Regions from separate parts of the Sus scrofa genome. Here regions 1 and 2 are each linked to region 3. The links are chromatin contacts, called in public Hi-C and HiChIP or PLAC-seq maps. All regions are on one chromosome and are shown on one strand. The core of a region is the stretch at or near the end of the contact, and the rest is flanking DNA. Distances in the headings are between cores, read along the strand shown.

What was found. A called contact is a pair of places that touch in the nucleus more often than the background predicts. HiChIP or PLAC-seq counts read pairs in DNA pulled down with a chosen protein or histone mark.
Region 1: a contact with region 3 is called in an H3K27ac HiChIP or PLAC-seq map of skeletal muscle. The contact joins two enhancer-like sites. A contact is called at or near these places in 2 of 2 datasets of contacts at active chromatin or transcription factors (alveolar macrophages and skeletal muscle).
Region 2: a Hi-C map of skeletal muscle shows a contact between it and region 3, with 6 times the contacts expected there. The contact joins two enhancer-like sites. A contact is called at or near these places in 5 of 47 Hi-C or Micro-C datasets (embryonic fibroblasts, heart right ventricle, psoas muscle and 1 more) and 2 of 2 datasets of contacts at active chromatin or transcription factors (alveolar macrophages and skeletal muscle).

What each region holds. Positions count from the first base shown.
Region 1 is chr6:153,580,845-153,584,432 of Sscrofa11.1, reverse strand. No RefSeq gene overlaps it. Among named protein-coding and RNA genes, the nearest start is that of JUN, 100 kb to the left of the region's middle. Within about 2 kb of position 1,467, at least 16 of the 83 cell types and tissues checked have an H3K27ac peak or open chromatin away from gene starts, as enhancers often do. A contact at or near this core is called in skeletal muscle, where this site is marked.
Region 2 is chr6:153,124,628-153,128,263 of Sscrofa11.1, reverse strand. All of the region lies in intron 5 of FGGY (FGGY carbohydrate kinase domain-containing protein), which reads left to right. Among named protein-coding and RNA genes, the nearest start is that of FGGY, 87 kb to the left of the region's middle. Within about 2 kb of position 2,038, at least 40 of the 83 cell types and tissues checked have an H3K27ac peak or open chromatin away from gene starts, as enhancers often do. A contact at or near this core is called in skeletal muscle, where this site is marked.
Region 3 is chr6:153,340,391-153,344,416 of Sscrofa11.1, reverse strand. The region is part of intron 3 of LOC102165506 (a long non-coding RNA gene); the gene reads right to left. Among named protein-coding and RNA genes, the nearest start is that of FGGY, 130 kb to the right of the region's middle. Within about 2 kb of position 1,831, at least 4 of the 83 cell types and tissues checked have an H3K27ac peak or open chromatin away from gene starts, as enhancers often do. A contact at or near this core is called in skeletal muscle, where this site is marked.

The sequences.
Region 1 (3,588 bases), core at 218-2,717, 240 kb before region 3:
CGCAGCTCAAAGTTCTGGGGTATCAGCCAAGTGCGGGCTTGGCTTCTCACCTCTACTACAAAACTTGGGTGCTGTGCATATTCACATATCTGTTACATATGTGCCAGGGGCTGAGATGAGTTATGGGATTTGCCCAAGGTCACTTTGAGAGTAATCTGAGAAATTTCAAACTCACACATGGTGCAGAAAAGATAATGTGTATATTGGGGTGGGTTGAAGTGGCTGGAGTGTCCAGCAGTCTAAAGCCAGAACTAGAGCAAATCTCCCGTAAAGCATTTGGCTGGTCCCTGGAAGCATCTTTATCCACCAGAGCCCAATCCTGCACTTAGGCCTTTACTTGTATCTGTGTTTCTTTCACTGTACCCTCTCAAGACTGTTGGTGAGTACTTACTGAATAAATGCTTGAATGGGAGAGCAAGGGCAGGCAGAGATCATCACAAATGCTGAACCCTCCCTTTGTGCCAGTGAAATACTGATGCCAGTGAAATTTTGATGCTTTCTTTTTTCATCCTCTCAACGTCATGATGAAGTAAGCACTCCGATTGCTCCAGGTTTCAGAGAGAAACTGAGGCTTTAAAATGTTGGGTCTTAGGAGTTCTCATCTTGGCTCAGCAGAAACGAATCTGGCTAGTATCCATGAGGATGTGAGTTCCATCCCTGGCCCTGCTCAGGGGGTTAAAGATCCCGCGTTACTGTGAGCTGTGGTGCAGGTTGCAGACTCGGCTCAGGTTTGGTGTTGCTGTGGCTGTGGCATAGGCCAGCGGCTACAGCTCCAATTCGACCCCTATCCTGGGAGCCTCCATATGCCGTGGGTGTGGCCCTAAAAAGACAAAAAAAAAAAAAAAAAAAAAAAGTGGGGTCTTGGCCTGAAGTCACAAAGGTGCTAAGTGGCTTTGAATCCGGCCTATATTTCAGCTTGATTACCCATTTTTTTTTTTTTTTTTTTTTTTTTTTTTTTTTTTTTTTTTTTTTTTTTTTTTGGCCTGCATTGATTCCAGTTGATCAGCCCCCCCCCCCCCCTCCAGCCTTCTGCACCCACCCAGCTATCACCGTCTTCCCAACAACGCCCCTTGGAATTACCCCCACCATTACTTTAATGTGCATGTATGCATGAATAAATCATGGCTCCCAAACTCTGGGAAGTGAACCCACACAAGACCACAGCAGTGTTCCCTCCTGGCCAGGGATGTTTTCCGATCACTTACTGCTCTAACTGTATATGAAATATCCCTCTGTCCATTGTTCCCCTGGCAGAGTCAGAGAGTATCCCCCTGGAGGATCCAAAGACGAAGGCTGATAGTTGAGGGTGTAGATTAGCCCCTAGTCTGAGAGCTACTGGCTGCAAGAATCCCTGGTGAATCCCAGCATAACACCAATGGGAGAAGTCTTGAGACATCAGGCCAAGTAGAAGAGAGGGCAATAGACAGGAACTTGGGACCTGAGAGAGTCGTGAGTCAGCAGCGTATGGTGGCTGCCAAAAGAAAGAATGTAAACTCTGGTTGTATCACTAGGAGGGTAGTGTCAAATAACAAGGTGACATTGCACTTCCTCCTTGGTCAGCCTGGAGCTGGACTGCAAGGTTAAGGTCTGGTTCCACATTTTTAGATTATCATAGTCAAACTGGAACTTGTTCAAAAGCACGCAGAACCAGGACACAAAAGGGAATGGCGTTGTCATCCTGGTAAGCGGAAGGACCTCATTTCTTTTCCGGAGGAAGAGAAGAGGTGAGGAAGTTGGGAGAGTAGGCCTACCAGCCCCCTCTGCTACATGCCACGCTCGGGCTAGATGCTTTTTTCTAGAGGTTTTCTAGTAGATTTCTTCTGCCTGACCCACCGCGGAAAAGGGGACTCAAGCAAAGATATAATAGGAAGCTACATTTGGACTCATGCTCGATGGTCTTTCTACCAGTAAAAAAGAAGGAAGTAATTTTGAAGAGCAAAAGAAACATCCCATCTTTCTTTGTGTGACCTCTTGCGAGTTACCCAGCTTTCAGAGCCCCAGTTTCCCATCTGAAGGATGCCCATGGGGTCCATGAGGATCCAATAGCCTGCGGGCTATGGGAGCAGTGCAGTGGGATGGTCACACACATGGCCCCAGGACTCAGACTGCTGGGACTTGAACCTCAGTGCAGGGTGACCTTTGATTTATTTTGCCTTTTCAGTACTTCAGTTTCCTCCTCTGCAAAATGGGGTTAATATGTATAAGGCACTCAGAACTGTATCTGTCAATAAAGTTAGCCACCATCATCCTCACCCTCACTCTGTATGAAAGTGACTGTCATAGGAGTTCCCGTCGTGGCGCAGTGGTTAACGAATCCGACTAGGAACCATGAGGTTGCGGGTTCGATCCCTGCCCTTGCTCAGTGGGTTAACGATCCGGCGTTGCCGTGAGCTGTGGTGTAGGGTGCAGACTCGGCTCGATCCCGCGTTGCTGTGGCTCTGGCGTAGGCCGGTGGCTACAGCTCCGATTGGACCCCTAGCCTGGGAACCTCCATATGCCGCGGGAGCGGCCCAAGAAATAGCAACAACAACCAAAAAAAAGACAAAAAAAAAAAAAAAAAAGAAAGTGACTGTCATAATATTTAGGATATATGGAATGCTTCCTCTTTCTCTCCTTCCCCTTCCCTCTTCCACCAGAGAACTCTTTCAGGGTGTCTCTGGGGGTACAGAGTCTTTTCATTTCTAGACTTCTGGAGAATGTTTCCAAACAGTGCAACATCTGTTTGTATAGATTCAAAAGCAGCTACCTACCTCGATCTAAATACTGTCTTCGTGAAGAGGCAGAGGAAAAAGAAAGCCAACCCCCGACTATTAGAAGTTTCCCGTTCTTGGAGTTCCCATTGTGGCTCAGTGGTAATGAACCTGATTCATGAGGATGTGGATTCGATCCCTGGCCTCCCTCAGTGAGTTAAGGATCCGGCATGGCCATGAGCTGTGATGTAGGTTGCAGACGTGGCTCGGATCTGTCATTGCTGTGGCTGTGGTGTAGGCTGGCAGCTTCAGCTCCTTTTGATCCCTCGCCTGAGAACTTCCACATGCTGCAAGTGCAATCCTTAAAAAAAAGAAAAAGAAAAAGAAAAGAAGGAAGTTTCCCATTCTTAGGGTATTTTACAGATCTCCTGCCTTCATTACTTCACTCAGTGCATAACTTGGTAGGTAGAAAGAAGTGATGAGGAAAGCAAGGCTCAGAGAGGTTCTCTGACTCACCCAGGACCACAAAAACCTGAGTAGGTGAGGCAGGACTTGAATTCAAGGCTTTCTGATTCTAAATGGCAGCATGTTTATCAAGCATTGCCCAGTCCCTGGCCCCTGGCCCCACACATCCTCCCAGCCTGGGTATTCTGCTTCAGGGTGCGTGAGAAGGTCACCCCGCCAGGCTCCAAACCTTGAAACCAAATCCCTGTAGTGTTGGAGAGGACGGAAGAGGAGGGATGAGTCTAGAACCTCGGATGTCTCTGCCCGGAGCCTGAGTCCTTAAAACTGGAGACCTGACCTGGGCTGCCCTCTGTTTTCAGGTGGCTGAGGTGGCTGAGACCAGTACTAAACAACTAATGCTGGAGTTCCCTGGTGGCATATAGGTTAAGGATCT
Region 2 (3,636 bases), core at 789-3,288, 220 kb after region 3:
CTGTGGGTCTCTTTCTGTTTTGTAAATAAGTCCATTTGTAGAATATTTTAGATTCCACATGTAAGTAGTATCATGTGATAAATGTCTTTCTTTGTCTGGCTTATTCACTTAGTATAATAATTTCTAGGCCCATTTATGTTGCTACAAATGGCATTATTTCATTATATTTTAGGCTGTGTAATAATCCATCATGTGCATATGTATATATATAAATATTTGTCTTTTTAGGGCCACATTTGTGGCATACATATTTTATAAAATATATGTGCACACACACACACATATATACACATAGACACACACGCCACATCTTCTTTATCCATTCATCTGTCTTTTTCAGCTCTTTGGTATAGATCTAGATGTGAGTTCCATACCCTTGAAAGTCATACAGCCAGTAGGACTGTAATTTTTCAACTGAGTAGCTGTATAGCATTTCCTTTGCTTACCAGTTTTCTCTGAGACCTTGAATTTCTTTTAGAATCTAGTCTTGTTTGCTCTTTAATATGGTAAAAGTGGAGCAATCTCAGGCTGGGAGTCCTCATTTACAAATAGTATGACAGTATATTCTTTGCTGAAATAACATTTTTGACTGCACCCATGGCATGTTCCCAGGCCAGGGATTGAACCTGTGTCACAGCAGTAAACAGAGCCAAAGCAGTGACAACACCAGATCCTTAAACCTCAGAACTATCAGGGAACTCCTGCTGAAAATGTTTTGAAACTGTAAAAATGCTCAAGAATAGAGATCACGTTTTCCAGGTGCTATTACAGAATCCCGGAAGGTTCTTGCTGTGAGGGTGAAACTGCTAAGTGAAGTAGGGGTTAGGTTTTAAGGGGACCATATCCAAGTCATATATTGTTTAGAGTTCTTTTCTCTGACCCCGGAAGGCCTTCCTTGGGAGGGACAGGACATTTTGGTCTTGGTGGCCTCTTAAATCAGTTTGCTATCCTGGATGGCTGCCACTGTAGGTGAACTCTTGTGAACTTTTGGATATGCTGTACTTGTGTGATTCTAGGTAGCCTCTGAGTTTCAGTCTGATTAACGGTGTCAATATTCAGTCTTGGATACTGTAAGAACTCTGTGGCCTTGATGGTGAGGCCTTAGGACACATAGCATAAAATACACCTGGTGGCATGGTTTGAAACTTGGAAGAAATATCTGGTCCAGCCAGGTAACCCTGGGCCCTTGGTGCTCAGTTTGTCTGCAGAGTGTGGTGGCTGGATTAGGTGATCCATTTAGCCCCTCCCTGGACTGAACCTCTGAGTCCAAAAGTAATGGTGTCGACCAAAGTCTCCCTTTGACTTCTTTCTTAAAGCTCAGGTTATTGGAAGAAGTATTATAAAAGCCTGACATTAAATTCAACCCTTTGGGATATAATTTAGTGTCAGAATGCTGTATCCTTGTCTTCTTTTTTCACCTCTTCTAGTTAGTTTATTATTTTTTAAATACACCTTCTTTTTTTCTTGTTTTCTTCATTTTTCTTCCTTGCTCTAAATTATAGTCAAGGGCCTTTGAAGAGAATTCTTAAATGTTATTAAGAAATTGCAGTCAGGGAGCCCTTTGTTCCCAAGTCATTTAGAAGATTGCTTTTCCTTTTGTTAAATATGAAACATTGTCAACCTGCATTGTTAAAATGTGCCAAAAACTGCATTCACCACTAAAAAGTGTCAGCTCTCATTATTGCCCAGATATTATTCTTTTCAAAAGCTGAGCACTCTCCCCGGGCTTTCTAAACAATCTTCAGCTCATTCATCTTTCTGGTTTCGTTACGTTTTTGAACCTCTCTCAGTCCTACCTAGAGTGGCAGCCTGTCTTTTAAAAATTAATGGGTTCCAAATGCCAGTCAAACCTATTTCCGCCCTCAACCTCCTGCTCCCCTCTCCGGCCCTGCCTGTTAGGAGTCTTATACTCTGTATAAATATTGAGCTGCAGATAGTTTCTAAAGAGGTGTTTGGACTTTTAATTAACACTGACAGCCTGTCTGCCTGGGATTTTGCTCTGCTGTCTCCATGGAAAAGTCAGGCAGGTCATATGGAGAGGAGCGGGGCTCCGCAGTGGATATGTTCCTGGCGGCTGGCCCTAGAGACACTGAACTCCGAGCCAACCATGAAGTCATTTTGAATTTAAGGAGTCTTGCTAATCCAAGGCAATGTGTCTTAATTTGACAAAGTAAAGACTGCCCGATAAGCAACCCTAACTACAAGTTCTGTGAAACTGGGGGTGTTTGTAAGTTTAGATTGTGCTAGAGAAACGTGGTGATGTGGAAGAATGGGCTCGTTTTCTTCTGTTTACTCCCTTTCCCATCCCATCCCCCCCCTCCCCCCCCCCGACTTTGGCCCAGTTCAGCCCTGCAGTCTGGCCTCTGCAGTGGCTTGATATGAAATTTGAGAAACATATGTAGTTTTCTATTTCAGGAAAATGATCTCAGGGATTGAATGTGTTTTTTTGTCGGCTGTTAAGCTCTGATCTTGCCCAGTGTGGTTTTTTGATGATGGGAAAGAGGCTTCGAAGTGCTTTTTATCAGAATTCCTTGTAATAAACCTTAGGGCTTTTTTTTTTTTTTTTCGTTAGGCCCCCACCCCCTCCCTGGCCCTCAGCACAATGTCATCTATTCTGTCAGAAGTGGGAAGAAGTGCACGTTGTTCATGTTACAATCAGTTCATTGCTGCGGGCAGGCACATACACAAAAATGGCCGCTGTGTCCACCCTTCACAAAAGCTGTTTTAAATGTAGTTCAGTGGAGGGCCAGGGGTCTGCATACTGTTGCCCATAAAGGAAAAGGGAACCATGGAGGAGAAGTCGGCCTTTGTTTTGCCTTGGAAGGGCCAGTATTCTTCTTTGTTCTTGAGGTGAGAGCCAACAATGGGCCCAGTGCCCTGTAAAACCAAACTTCATTGATCCAGGCATGCAGAGGATGTGTGGACCAGCATGGCTGGGCCTGATGAGAGCAGAGCCGAGAGAGGGGTGAGGTGAAGTGCTGGCCGGGAGATGGGGAGGTGGGAGGCCGACTCGATTATTTTCATTTGGGTCTGACCTGCCCCGTGTCCGAGGAGGAGGCATGGCTCCAGCCCATCAAGGAGCATCTCTGTCATGGTAGAGAAGGGTTCCCTGCTTATTCACCAGATGCAGGCCTCTTGAGGACAGTTGCATGTCCACGTTCATCTTTGCTTCCAGGGGGTACTTGCTGAATGAATAAGAGAATGATGTGCTCCAGCGGAGATCTCTACAGAATACGCTGAAAGCATAGACAAAGGACCGACCTACCCATCCCAAGAGTTGGGCAAAAAGGGGGAGAAAGCACAGAAAGGTGTACCCAGAGGAAAGGGAGCTGGCATTCCTGGGCAGCATGCCCGTTATCCGATTTGATCCTTGTATCATTTTAACAGATGAGGAAACCAAGACAGGGGACACGTTCATCATCACACAGCCATGAAGGAGCAGAGGCTGGATCTGAAACTAGGTCTGCATGGCTCCTAAGCGATGTCATTTGGTGTGGCTCAATCTTCCAGCAAGGGAGGAAGGATGGAAATCCTGGTTCCTCTCACACTGCATTTGTCTCCACCACTTGTTTGGTTTGCAGTGAAAAGCCCCCCTCCCTCTGGCCCTGAGATCTGGGCTTTGTCGAAATGGTTTGG
Region 3 (4,026 bases), core at 582-3,081:
TGGTTACCGTCTCTGTGGGGCCTAACCCACTTTGTACCTCTGCTTTCAGAGCACTTAGCACCCTGAAATGGCAGCTTTGTCTGTCTCTTTCTGGAGGCTGTGAACATGAATGGTGAGTTCTTCAAGGCCTGGGGGTTGTAACATGGATTTCTATGCTCCTCCTGTTCAGTACCAGGGAGGTACTCAGGAAACAGATGTTGCTACAAGCTAGCCTAGGGGTTCTCATACCCTGGACCACCTGTAGCAGAATGCCTGTGTGCTGGTTCAAAATTCAGGCTCCAGATCTGCCTCAAACCTGCTGCACTGACTCTTGGGGGTGGGGCTCCAGAGCTTCATTTCATTAACTCCCCAGACAATTCCAATGGGCATCAACCTCAGCAAGCTCGTGTGTCCCCAGTGCCTATTACCATGTCTGGCCCATAGTTGCTGCTCAGTAAATACCTGCAGAATGAATGAACGAATGAATATTTTTAGACTGGGCTGGGTACACAAGATTCAGTTTGCTCTTTTGGCTAATGTGATGTCCAGGTCTGGCTCCAGAGTCAGATAAGCAGATGTCCCTCTACATGAGGCCCCGGTGGTACTGAATGCCCCACTGCCCTTAAACAGGTCAGCTTCCTGGAGGAGGTGTCAGAGCCAGTAGAAGGGAGAGAATTTGGGCAGTTGTAAAGCTGGTGTATGATCTCACCCACGACCAGAAGGCTCCTTTACTATCCCTACCTCCTGCTCATCTCCCCACCCCCACGCATCCTGTCACATCCCAGATCAGAACCATTCTGGAAGCAATATTTGCTCGTTTGACATTTGAAAATAGCATCAAGGAGGCTAAAGATAGCTAGGTTATAAGGAAGGTTAAACAGCTTGCCAAATGCCGCTGAGCAAATTTGGTCTTCTCCGTGTTGTCCAAAGAGTGCTTTGATGTTTTCCCTCTGTTTGGAGGAGTAGAAGTATTAGATGAAGGGGGAAGAGGATCTTGAGCCAAAGGCCACAGCCTTGGTGTGAATTTGGTGAATGGTAAAAGGGTGCGTGTTTCAGAGGTCTCGGTTAACAAACTCAGCATTCTCCAGCTGCCCAGGACAAAAAGCCTGACGTGGTAAGACCCTGCTTGCTGGGCTGCCTGTGTGGCCCTATGTCTACCTATGCATCTGGTTTCCACTGGGACCAACACAACCATCAGGAAGGGATTTGTCCGTTTGAGATAGTAAAATTCTAAAAATGCCCCTAGCCTTTTACTTCCTTTTCATTTCTCCCTGGCTCGCCCTCATTGTAACTGAAATGCCCCAAGCCCCAGATATGTACTGTGGATGTGGGGCGGCGGAGGCCAGAGCCCGCTGACTGTGGGGAGACATCGTGTTCCCCAGGGATCAAGTATCCACGGAGAGATCGGCGTGTCCAAGTAATAGTGCTTACCATTTGCGGACAGGTGCCCGTTCGCCAAGCTCTCTGCTAAGTTCCTTTCATCCTTTACTTCACTTATTCTCCCAGCAGCCCTATGTGTTAGGAAATATTTTGGGGCCCATATAAATGAAGATCTGAGAGTCGGAGGAAGACGTTAAGCAACTTGCTTCGGGTACCAGCTAGTGCTGCAGAGATGGCATTTCAACCCAGGGGCATCTGCTCCAAGCTTGCTCTCCTCTCAACCATGTTATATCATCTCCCTTTATAGAGACAGACAAGGGGCATCTTCCCCTGCATACCCTGCCCTGACTCCATTCCAGGCATCGCACTGGCTTCAGAGAGTGACCGAGTGCCCCTTGAGATGGGCAGGCTACGATGGCAGAGTCTCAGGGATGGACACTCAAGCCCGGTGACTCAGCAGCCCAGCCCACTTGTCTGACCTTTTCCATGTCACAGATATCTAATGAAACGGTTAGCCCTGCTTGCATCCTGCAGCCCTAGGGGCAAGTGGCAACCCGAGTCACAAGAGACGGACTGAATGTCAGAGTTGAAGTGGGTATCTCTGCCTCACCCTCTCTAAATGTGACCACAGCTGCCCATTCAGTGGTGGCACTGCTGTCACCGCCAGAACATGCAGGCAGGGTGCCTGAGGGGGCAGGATGCTGGTCATCTGGCTAAAAAGGAGGGTGGGGATGGGTGAGGCGGCCCGATTATGCCTGGCTTTGGTTCCAAGCTCTATAATCGGATTCAGGTGCTTCCAAAAGCTCCTGCCTCTTCCGAGCAAATTCAGTTAAGGGCAGGGGGAGGGTGCACTAATGGCTTCCACATTGGGGGCCTTTCAAGCTCGGCAGGGGTGGGAGGGGCAAGGAGTCTGACCTCACCTCTGAGGATAGCCCTGATCCATGGAAGGCAAATGTGTTCATTAAGTACCTCTTAGGAGTAAGGGTCTCAGGCCTTGTGGGCTGGATGCTGAGAATATGACAAACAAACAAACAAACAAACATAGATGCAGCCTGCCTGGAGCTTACACCCGGTAGGAGAGCCAGAAAATGGACCAGAAAATTACAGCCCAGAATGAAGAGGGCTCGAGGGAAGGACTGGTTCCCCATGTTAGTGGCTGAGACTGTGGGCTGAAGAGGAGCTCATGGGGGAACCTGGGGGTACCCAGAGCAGGGAAAACAGCCCATGAGAATGTGAGTTAGGGGAGGAGCGGGGTGGCCAGGGCATCGGTGCAAAGGCATAGCCATAAGCGAGGAATGCAATGTGGACTGGTTGGGAAAAACTTTTGGTCTTAAAATCCATTAGAAGAAGGCCAGAGAGATAATGTGATACACTTGGAAAGGTCATTCGGCTGGAATGGAACAAGATGCATGCAGGAAGACTGGTGATTTGGGGCAATGCCGGTGGTATCCTAGACTAGGGTGGGGTGGGAGTGGAGCCCATGGGAAGGGTAAATCTAGTTATGAGGCCAAATCAACAAATTATACGGTCCTTGCCTTCAAGGAGAAAACAATTCTAGTTGAAAAAACATTTTCTCCCTTAATTCATGCCAGTCTTACGTGACCAGCTCAGAGGTCATTGAGTTCAATCTCCTTTTGCATGGAGTCCAGTGGTTTGCAACCTGGGTTTGAACTCCTTCAAGGCAGGGAGGGAGTGGTGGAATGTTAAACAGCTTAGGAAAAGTCTGGGTGGGCAGCTGGCCTGGACACACGCTTTCTCGAAGTTCTGGAAACTCCTGGACAGAAGAGACTATATACCCTGCTGGCAAGGCCCCTGGCTCCAGGCAGTGGGGCAGTTTTGAGGCGACACCTATTCTGCCAGCTGCGATGGAGCAGACTGCTCCCCCCCACCCCCCACAGCAGAGGGGGGGCCGGGAGGTTGGCTGGAGCTGAAGGTGCTTTTCTGCCAACAGACCCACCCACAAGTGCTTGCTGAGTGATGGCTGGTGCCCAGCCTTGTTCCTGGAAACCGCTGTGATAACGCTCCCAGAGCAAGAAGCACCACTTGCTGACCTTCTACAGGGGAAGAATCCTCAGGAAAAGCTTGTTGAAAATTTAATGACAGCAATTTCTGAGGCTCGTAAAACTCTTTTAACATTTCTCTACGCTCAGACGACAATCAGTCTTCCCCCAAGTGAGGTTCTACAGCACCAAAGCACCCACTCACTCAGCATCATGCTTGAGGCATAGACAAGCCTGGGAGGGAGAGGGGTCTAGAGGCCAAGAGCCCCAACGACCTGGATTTAACCCTCACTCTACCCCTATGACAGTGTGCCTGGGTCCTCGCTTTACCTCTCTCCTCACCTCCTCTTCCGGAAAACAGGCATAATACAACCTATTTTGAAGGGTGCTAAGCATTAAATAAGAAAATGTTGCCTAGTCAAGTGCTCAGGAAATGCTAATTTCCTCTGGCCACTTTCTCTCCCTTTCCTATTCCCCAAACAGGGACACAGCCAAGGCTGCACAACTTGAAGAAATGGTGCCTGGCATACAGCATCTTATTCGGCTCTGGCTACTGTAACAAAATAGCATATGCACTGGACAGCTCAAATAAATAACAGACACCTATTTCTCATGGTTCTGGGGGTTTGGAAGTCTGAGAAGAGGGTGCATACATGGTCAGGTCTGA